Linked DNA regions of Macaca mulatta: region 1 is linked to region 2. A link is a contact called in public Hi-C data. All regions are on one chromosome and are shown on one strand. Each heading gives the region's core, a stretch centred on a gene start, on an enhancer-like site or on the middle of the called end of the contact. The rest is flanking DNA. Distances are from core to core; before and after follow the strand shown.

Region 1 (4,755 bases), core at 2,225-4,724, 140 kb before region 2:
TCAAATGTTTCTTTCGGCTTATCTAAATTCCGGCATGACAGATAATAAATAGCGACTCATTTACTATCATCATAAAAATTTAAACAGCCTTGAAATAGTTGCTACAATACAGAAGAAATGATCAAACCCAAGCTCAGAAGAGTCATTCCAAATAGTAAAACTACTGCCATGCAGAAACATAAAGAGACATTGTTCCAATAAAAGCTCCCAGGTTATTGGATTTTTTTTTTCCTCTCTCTTTTAAATCTTCTACTCGGAGTCAACAACTTGCCGTTTTAGCCAGTGAAAAAAGGGCTTAGTAACCCTCAGCTATCACACTGGACCAGATCTCGTGGCGGATTTTTTTTTTTTTTTTAAAGAAAGTATCTGATTTGATTCTACACAGTGATTAAACAGCTTTGTGCTCTGCGGGAAAGGGTCTTCCGACCCCTCCCCCTCCAAAAATGGCATCAAAGCAATCAAAATGGTAATGCCGGGCCTGGGTCCCCTCCCCCCGCCAACTCCACGACTTCGCCGGGACCGCGCGCCGGGCCCCCCCCTCCGGCGGGAATGGAAGCTTCCACTCCCGGACGGGGGCGCGCGGCCGGGTGCGGGGGGGCCGCGGCACCGACAGAAAGGGGTTAGTGCATTCGTCCCAGGCCTCCCGTCCAGCCCGGCGGCCCAGACCAGGCGCCGGCCCGCGGCACTGCCATCTTCCTTTCAGCAAGCCCGGGCCCCCCCACCGTTACTCGCGCACGCCCCCTCCCATCACTTTTTAACTTTAAAGACTCGACACGAACGCCCGGCCTCCGAATTCTCCTTCGCCAGGGTCACCGGCAGCCGCTCCAACCTCTTCCACTTTTCTCCCCTACGCCAGAAAATCCCTCGGGGGAGGGGGCGTCCGATGGGGCGGCCCGGGCTGGGGTGGGAGCGCGGGGGCCGGCCCGGGCGGGGGCGCACGGGGGCGGGTCCGGAGCTGTCCAAGTTTGGCGCTGGCGGCTGCGGCCGGCATTCCGAAGGAAGCGCGATCGATGGCCGGGGGCGCGGCGCGGGCGGGGGCGCGGCGCGGGCGGGGGCGGGGCGCGCGGAGGGAGGGAGAGAAGGGGCAGCGGAGGGAGGGGCGCCACCGCCCCCGTCCCCGCCAGCGCGGTGCCCCCAGCGCGCCATTGGCTGCGCCGCTCAAAGTTCCCGGCTCCGGGCTGCGCGGGGAAGGGGCGGGCGTGCGAGTGCGGGGAGGGGGCGCGGCGGGGGAGGGGCAGCGGGGGAGGGGCAGCGGGGGAGGGGCGGGAGCCAGGGGGCGGGGGCGCGCGGCCGGCCGGGCTCCGGCGGCGGCATCTGTTCGTGGTGCTGAAACCCCGAGCGCTGAGCTCAGCGCAACTAAGTCACAATGGACAACTTTTCCTCCCCGGAGGGGGCCGGGAGGGGGGTGGGCGGCCGCGCCCCCGCCGCGGGGGAGCTTCTCAGGTGTCCCCAACTACACCTAACGCCCAGAGCCCAAAGTTGGAGCAGAACTGGGGGGTCCCGGGGGCGCCTTTCTTTTGTTCCCCGGGAGCTGGCGTCAGGTTCCAAGAATAAAAAGTGAAGCTGGGGAAGTGGAAGGTCGGGGGGAGCCTCGAGGAACGATTGCAAAACGAGGTTTGCCACGGAACCCAGAAATCGCTCCCAAGGAGTTTGGTGTCCAGGCCCCCACGGTCGCCCCCCTCCGCCCCCACGGCCGCCTCAGCGCAAAACGGGGGACTCCGAGCCGGGAGAAATCGCCACGTTCCAAAAACATGTCCACCACCTCAAAATGGACGCCGGGCCGCGCGCCGCCTTTTAAGTGAGCTCCTCTCTTCGGCCCCCGCCGGGCCGGCTCTCCCCGCCGCCTCGGAGAACCCAGCTCTTTCTTTCCAGGAAAGGGGAGGGGTGGGGAACTTTAAGAACTGGAGACAGACCCCTCTGGGAGTATGAGCGTGCGGCACCCAGGCTGGCACTTTTTAGGGCGCCGCCAAAGTGCCCGGCTACCCTCCCGCCCCATCCCGGGGGGGGGGGGCGCGATCCCCTCGCTTACTTGTTTGTCGCTGAGCGCGGCGATCCGCGGCTGCCTTTCGTGGAGCTGCTTCTTGAGGTCGCCGTTCTGCGGAAACACGGAGGAGCGGGCTCAAGCCGGCCGCCCGGGGTCAGGTGCGCCCCAGCCCCGCGGGCCGCGGTACCCCCCGCCCGGAGCCCCGCGAGCGGGACAGGCCGCAGCGTACCCCAAGTTTCCCGGGCGGCGTCCCGCACGCGCGGCGGCCGGGCAGTGCCGCGCGGGGCCGCTTACCTGTGGCTGCCGCCTCATCGGGGCAGCTCGCGGGGCGGGGCGGGGGCCGAGGCCACCCGGCGGCGCGCCCCGAGCCGTGCAAGTTTGCAGGCCGGGGTGCGTGTGCGAGTGAGTGTGAGTGTGTGCCGGGGGAGGGGGGAGGAACAAAGAGCCAAGTAAACACGGCGAGTCCGTGTCGAGCAAAGCTCATAAATATTCAAGTCGCGTCCTAATCTCCCCAACACACACACGCGCACGCCGAGCCCCGCTCAGGCTCCGGCCGCCACGCCGCCGCTCGCCAGCAGCGATCGCCAAAACTACTTACGCCCACCGGGCAGGTTCGCCCCGGGCGCGGGGCCCGAGGGGAGGCCGGAAAGGGGGCTGTTCGCACTCCCCTCCCCTGGGCCGGCTCACGAAGGGGCCCCCTCCAGGCACCCTCCCAGTCATGTAGACCCTACATCGCTTAAGAGAAGACGCCAGACTCGGGTCCCGCGCGCCCTCGATCCCCCACACTGTGCAGGACAGCGCCGGGGGCGGGCGAAGGGGAGCCCAGAAGGGGGTCTGCGCGTGTGATCACTCCCTCGCCCCCCGCCCGGGGCAAACTCCAGCCTGGAAGATCCTGAGACCGGGAAGAGAGGACGACGGGCTCGGGTCCCCCAACCCCCTCGCCCCGCAACACACTCCCCGGCCCCGAGCCCGGCCCCCGGCCACCTACCTGGTGGCGCGCGAGTTCCACGGCGAGCGCCTCGGGCCGGCTCTGCAGCTCCATCCCGGCAACTTGGGCAGCACTTTGCGCTCACTTTGGCCCGGGCTCCCGGGAAGTTGCGCGGCTTCGCGGGAGCCAGAGCGGGCGCGGGCGGACACGGCCTCCGGGCTCGGTGGGGGGGACACGAGCCCCCTCCCCCACGGCCGAAAGGGAAGGGGGCTGGCGAGGGGGAAGAAAGGCTTCCGGGCGCCGCGGCGCCGAGCCCGCGGCTGCCCCAACTCCTCAGGCTGCCCGGCAAGTTGCGCCGGGTCCCCGGGCTGCCGGCGCGGCCCGGCGCATGGCCCCCCGGCGCCGGGAGCCCCGCGCAGCCCCGCGCGCGCCCGCCCAGCCGCCGCCGCCGCCTCCCGCGCGAGCCTCCAGCCGGCAGGGACTATATTTCCTCCGGCGCGCGCGCCTGGATCTCGCTGGGCCTCGGCAAAGTTGTGCCTCGGCACGATGCTAATTCGGCAGTGCCCGGATGGAGCGGGCCGGGGCGGCGGGGGGCGGTGCCGGGACCCTCCGCCCGCTGCGCCCCGCCCCGCCCGCGCCTGCGCACTGCCGCCCCGCCGCGGCCCGGAGCCCCGAGCGGAGAACAAAAGTGGTGGCGGACGGAGACGCACGCTCGGGGGCTCCGGGGGCCGCTCGTGCCGGCGCTCGGAGAGGGGCGACCGCGGGGTCTTCCTCTCTGTCCCCAGGTCCATCCCGGGGGACGCGGTGCCCTCACCCCCTGCGCTGTTAACGCCGAGTTGAGGACACTTTCCGCTGGGAGGCTGCGAGTCCGTGTTTCCATTTCTCTCTCTGGTCCTCGGCTCCCTCCTTTCCCCGCTCCTCCGCCTCCCTCTGCTATTTTATTTAAATTCTTCCACCCCTCCTGTCCATACCAGCGCCGCGACTTGGGAGATAAAATTAGTCGCGTCGCAACATTCCCCCGCCGCCTGATGGCCTCCGTGTTGTTTAAACAGCAAGAAAATTGATCTCTTGGCTCTTCCTTTAATGGTTTTTTTTTTTTTTTTTTTTTTTTTTTTTAACACTCACAATTAAACTCTCAACAGATGTCACTGGACTTTTTAAGACTGTTAAGAGTCGTAAACAGGCCCGGTCAATGCGACCTAAAACAATTATAACTACAGCTGCGGAGATCGCGTTTCAGAACCCCCAGCCCCGCAGCCAGGAGGTTAATGTCCCAGAGTCACTGTCAACCACCTCGGGGCTGCCATCTTCATTCAGGTCGGAGTGCCGGGTGCCCAGTTGGCAGCAACTGGCACGTTTCAAACACGCTGGGGAGAAAGGGTGCCATCATAAGTCAAAGTAAACTTTTAAGCTGTTAAGTCGTTTTAACTTCAGATTCATCTCCGGCAGCACAAAAAATACCCAAGCAAGCACTATCGACATATGTCCCTTTCAACATATGCCAACAGGTCACACATTTCTTTTGTTGGCAGAAGTTATTGGAATTCCCCCTTTTCTTTCTTTCTTTCTTTTTTTTTTTTTTAAGAGAGGACCCCAGTGTTGTTCTGCTCTCTGTTAGGGCATTTGTCATAAATTATGTGCTTGGGACCCCCAAATACAGATGGCCCCTCATCCCATAACCCAGCACCCTTAACCCAAATTAGTTAACAGAAACTTGCAAACAGCGCTTTAAGACTCCACAGGAGGCCGGCCGGAGTGGTGGCTCACGCCTGTAATCTCAGTATTTTGGGAGGCTGAGGTGGGCATATCACGAGGTCAGGAGTTCGAGACCAGCCTGGCCAAC
Region 2 (5,210 bases), core at 849-3,348:
TACTGTAAAATATTTTAAAACAAGAATTAGAAAAATATTAGCTTTAGAAAAAAATGAAAATCTTTTGAGGTGTTTAGGAAAGCTCCAAGGAACTTAAAAACAACTGATACTATCTTATTTAACAGTCCATTTACTCAGCCCATACTGTGTGCTTTACCTAAGTGTTCACATTTAATCTCTACAACCAAATGAAAGTACATAATATACTCTCACTTTACAGATGAAGAAACTGAGCTCAGAGTTCAGTTTGTCCAAGGCTGTCAAGCTGGGAAGTGATATGGCCAGGAGATTAACTCCAAAGCCCCACTGCCAGGCAGAAAACAGAACATTTCCTGTTTTCATTCCTTATCAGTAGGAGCAAAGTGTAGTTCTGTAAGCTTCCTGTTGGGTGTTTTCTGGTAAATCGTAACAAGAATGACTCCAGGTCAAGGTTTAAGCCTACCTAAAATGCAGGCCAGAACACAGCTAGAATACAGCAATATTATCTTGCAATTTTCTTTACTAGGTTAAACTGGACTTGAATGATCTGAGACATTTATGACTTGATCACTGTGGCAAAACGGAGACAAAGCTGGCTCCTGGCATAGACCTCTAACAGCAGAAAGAAAGGCAGGATCACATCACCATGGACTCGTTTGGAATTAGGTCAAGTAGGTAAACTGACATGTCTGGATATTTATTTACTGAACATGATGACAATGACCCAACCTAACAACCATCAAAATCCTTCGGCTCTCAGGGGTTAAGCAAATTGAAAGGGATTTTTGAAAGGCAGAGTATAGGAAAAAAGTGGCTAACACCTTTGGAGCAGTATTTCATAACCTGAGACTTGAGCTTCATTAAAAGTAACCAAATTCAATGGAGGTAGATGTCTGCGTGCAAAGTGCCTCCATTCTCCTGAGTTATAGCCAGTTTAAAGTTGTCATTTTAGTCAGCAGTGAAATCCATCCAGAAAGGCTCAAGTCAGCTACAGTGCTATTATAGACATAAATCTTTTTTATTTGTATTAGAAAAGCATCAGTTATTTCATGCTACAATGCGTAATTAAGAATTAAATGTGTTCATTATTTTGCTTACCCTTACAATAAGATATTTAGGGTTACAGGAACAGATTAATAATGTTAACAAACCCAGGACTTAACAGACCCAGGAAACATTTTGATGTCGCCGTATCTGTTAGTCCAAACTGCACCATTTTCTAAGCCCCCCGCTATTTCGCAGACACTGGTCAAAGTGAAACATTCCACACGGGTTCGGGCCGCGGTGGTGGCACCTGAAATCCCAACTACTCGGGAGGCTGAGGCAGGAGAATCGCTTGAACCCAGGGGACGGAGGTTGCAGTGAGCCAAGATCGCGCCACTTCAATCCAGCCTGGGTGACAAAGCTCAGTGCCCAGGACGCACTAAGGGATCTCAGGGGCTGAAAAAAAAACAGAAGAGAAGCCACGCGACGCAAAATCAAATGTCAGCGAACGAGGGGTCCTTTAACAGGCGGTCCACACGTCCCCTCCTGGCGCCGAGACCCAGCCGCTCCGGGCCACCCCGGCCAGGTACGGCCAGCCCCGGGGCGGGGCCTCCTGACGTGAAGCGATCCCACTGGCACCTCACAGGATTCCCGAGGGTCGCGGGCGGCCTCTCCTCAGCCCTGCAGCTCCCACACACGGACACCGCGAGCCTCGGCCATGTCCACTGACCGACCTTCCTCGCCGCAGCTCCTCGCGCATGGCCGGCCCCTTAGCAGCGACTAGCGCGAGAACAGCCTGGAAGACGCGCAGCCAGCCCCACGTGAGCCGAACACCCCAAGCCGCCGCTGCCGGCGCCGGCTCCGCGATTAAGGTCGGCGCGTGCGCGCTTGCGCGAGACGGGCACGCTCAGCCCGGCGCCGGTTTCTAGGGAGCTGGGCGCATGCGCCGCGTGAGGGGCCCGGCCGGCGGAAGGAGGTGCTGTTACCGGAGGTCCCGGCGCGCTTGCGCAGTAGCTGAACGCGGGCGTTTCTTTCCTCCCTTTTTTTCGAATTGGTTTTGGGGGTAGATTCGAGTTACAAAATGGCCGCCCGGAGCGTGTTCGGCGCGGTTACTACGGCGGTCTCGGGCTGAACCGGCTCTCTCGCCTCCCTGCCGAACACAGCGTGAGGAGCTCCCCCTCCCCGGGGACATGGTGTTTGAGTCTCTGGGCTTGCCGAGCACCAAGTCCTCTGAGGCCCTCAGGGCAGCACCGGAAGCGGCCGAGCGCGCTCAGCCAGACGACCACTAGTACGCTCCAGACCCCAGCGCCGCCGCGCCCCGGGTTTCGCCGCACCCAAGACCTAGCGAGTGCTGCGGCAGCGGCCGAGGAGGTGAGGGGCGGCGGCTGGCGCAGGAGGGGAAGGGGCTGAGGGCGGGAGCCTGGTGCTGAGAGCCCAGGACCGGTAGGGCGGGAGCGGGCTCGGGCCTGGGAGGGGAGTGCTAGTGCAGGGCTGGGGACTGGACCCTGGGGAGAGGGGTGAGGGCTCAGGGCCGGGGGACGGGCCCCTGGGGAGGGGTGCGGGGCCGGGGACGGGCCCATGGGGAGGGGTGCGGGGCCGGGGGACCAGACCCTGGGGAGGGGCTGGAGGACGGGACACTGGGGAGTGGGGTACAGGGCTAGGGGCCGGGACCCTAGGGAGGGAGCCTGGGTCGGGCGCGCGTGCCGGGCGGGGCGCGTGGGTGGGCAGCGACGGGTGGAGGGTGGGGTGGGATGACAGCGGCGACGCAGCGTGGGCTGTTTGTGAAGCGGGCCCTGGGCCTCGCCAGGCTGCGGCGTCCGACTTGAGTGAGGCTCGCCCCTGCGGCCCCGGAGGAGGTAGGGGGCTGGCAGGGCTGTCCTGGCGTGGTGGTCTCCGTTTCCTTCCTAGCGATTCCTCTCGATTCTCCTCTCCCCCTGGCCACCCCTCGTCGCTTTTCTCCTGGGCCCATTACCTCTCTGGCCTAGCTTCACTTTCTTACTGCGTTCCCGGGTCATTGATCACCCATTTGCTCGGTTCCATTAAGAAACAGTTTGGAGATTCGGTATTTCTGTCTCCTTAGTTGGCCCGCTTGTTCTCTCCCTTCAACAAGGCACCTCACTATTAAGTATAACGAAATCCGTGTTTTCGTTTTAAGCTGATGTTGACAAGTTGAGCTCCAAGGGCAGAGCTACACCAGATGCCAGAGACCACATAACTATATCAGGCACAAATAATGTTTTTTCCAGTTTGCCTAGACTTTCAGTCTCCTACCACGTTGCTTCATACCTAGAAATCATGTCGAATTTGGTGGTTTTTTACCCACAAGCGCAGACGCTTTTTAAATTCCCTTTTATTGATTGTTTGGTTGAGACTGGGTCTTGCTTTGTCACCAGGCCGGAGTGTAGTAGTAGCTCACTGTAGCCTCAAGCTCCTGGGCTCAAGTGATTCTCCTGCCTCAGCCTTCCAGGTAGCTGGGACCACAGGTGTGCGCCACTACGCCCGGCTAATTTTTTATTTCTATTTATTCATCTAATCTATGTCTATCTTTATTTTTGTAGCGACCAAGTTGGTTTCCGTCTCCTGGCTTCAAGTGATTCTTCCGCCTCCCTTAAGTTCTTCATAATAGTAGCTAGACATAAGGCCAGGTGGCAGGCCTTGTTCAGAATATTTTACAGAGGGTTCCCCCCCGCCCCCCACTTGTAGCATAGAAGTAAAATGTATTGTCTGAAGTGTCATGCTTTGAAATAAAATAGGGATTAGGTAAAATGTTTTTAAAAGTCTGGTTTGTAATCCAAGTTATTCTTCCATGCTACAACTTTTACGTTTTGGAGGAAAAATGGTAGTTTATAGCCTTTGCTTCTAATAACACTTGTTTGTTTAATAATTTATTAAGCCCGTCCTCTGCTCCAGGCAGTGTTCTAAGCCAATCTTTGTTTATCTTAACTTTCTTAATACTTCCTGTTCCACAGATGAAGAAACTGAGGCACAAAAATTAAATATAACTTGCCCAAGTTCTCACAGCTAGAAAATGGCAAAACTGGGACGCCAGATCTTTCAGTATTTTTTGAAATACTTTATGCAATACCCCAGCTCATTGATCTAATGATAGACAGAACACCTGCTGTTTGAGCTGGGCGCTGTTGGGACATTTGGAGTATATCTGTAAACAAAACAAAGATCCCTGCCTTTTGGTTATATACTGATTTGGTGAGTGTGTTAGGACGTGGAAGCCCCTACATTTATTTAGACTATTTTGCTGTGCCACCTGTCTCTTCATTGTGGGTATGAGTTAGAAGGTAAAATTTTACTGTTACAGTTTTTGTGCATTCAGCTCCATCCCTTTTTTCTCCACAGTTAATTTTCTTTTTTCTTTGTTTTGTTTTGTTTTGAGATGGAGTCTTGCTCTGTCACACAGGCTGGAGTGCATTGGCGCGATCTCAGCTCACTGCAACCTCTGCCTCCCGGGTTGAAGAGATTCTCCTGCATCAGCCTCCCGAGTAGCCGGGATTATAGGTGCCACCACCACATCCAGCTAATTTTTGTATTTTTAGTAGAGGTGGGGTTTCACCATGTTGGCCAGGCTGATCTCAAACTCCTGACCTCAAGTGATCTGTCCGCCTTGGCCTCTCAAAGTGCTGGGATTACAGGTGTGAGGCACTGCGCCGGCCCTACAGTTAATCTTAAATAGCATATGTGACCATTGGCAACTTCTTACTTCTCCGACCCTCTGGCGGAGATGTTAGTTAATGAGTAGAAAAATTGCTAAAAGAATCTGTATAGAGGGCTGGGCGCGGTGGCTCAAGCCTGTAATCCCAGCACTTTGGGAGGCCGAGACGGGCGGATCATGAGGTCAGGAGATCGAGACCATCCTGGCTAACACGGTGAAACCCTGTCTCTACTAAAAAAATACAAAAAACTAGCCGGGCGAGGTGGCCAGGTGGTGGGTGCCTGTAGTCCCAGCTACTCGGGAGGCTGAGGCAGGAGAACAGTGTAAACCCAGGAGGCGGAGCTTGCAGTTAGCTGAGATCCGGCCACTGCACTCCAGCCTGGGCGGCAGAGCGAGACTCCGTTTCAAAAAAAAAAAAAAAAGAATCCGTATAGAGACCTGGTTTCTGAACAGTAAAGAATTATGTGTATTCCTGTATTTGTTTTTGTTTGTATGACAAAGATTAATGACAAAACTTAACCAAGTATTTTTGGCCGGGCATTAAAAAGAGAGGGTTCCCAGCGAATGGAAAGTGTATTCT

The links. A called contact is a pair of places that touch in the nucleus more often than the background predicts.
Region 1: a Hi-C map of fetal cortical plate shows a contact between it and region 2, with 2.1 times the contacts expected there. The contact joins the promoter of PHF21B here to the promoter of NUP50 in region 2. A contact is called at or near these places in 2 of 14 Hi-C or Micro-C datasets (fetal cortex germinal zone and fetal cortical plate).

What each region holds. Positions count from the first base shown.
Region 1 is chr10:6,464,593-6,469,347 of T2T-MMU8v2.0, reverse strand. It overlaps PHF21B (PHD finger protein 21B), which reads right to left and starts at 3,474. Exons shown (of 13, transcript XM_028827608.2): 1 at 2,973-3,474; 2 at 2,030-2,095. The coding sequence starts at 3,026.
Region 2 is chr10:6,326,627-6,331,836 of T2T-MMU8v2.0, reverse strand. NUP50 (nucleoporin 50) reads left to right here and starts at 2,098. Exons shown (of 8, transcript NM_001265689.2): 1 at 2,098-2,334. It overlaps LOC144331605 (a long non-coding RNA gene), which reads right to left and starts at 1,817. Exons shown (of 2, transcript XR_013398900.1): 1 at 1,608-1,817; 2 at 984-1,419.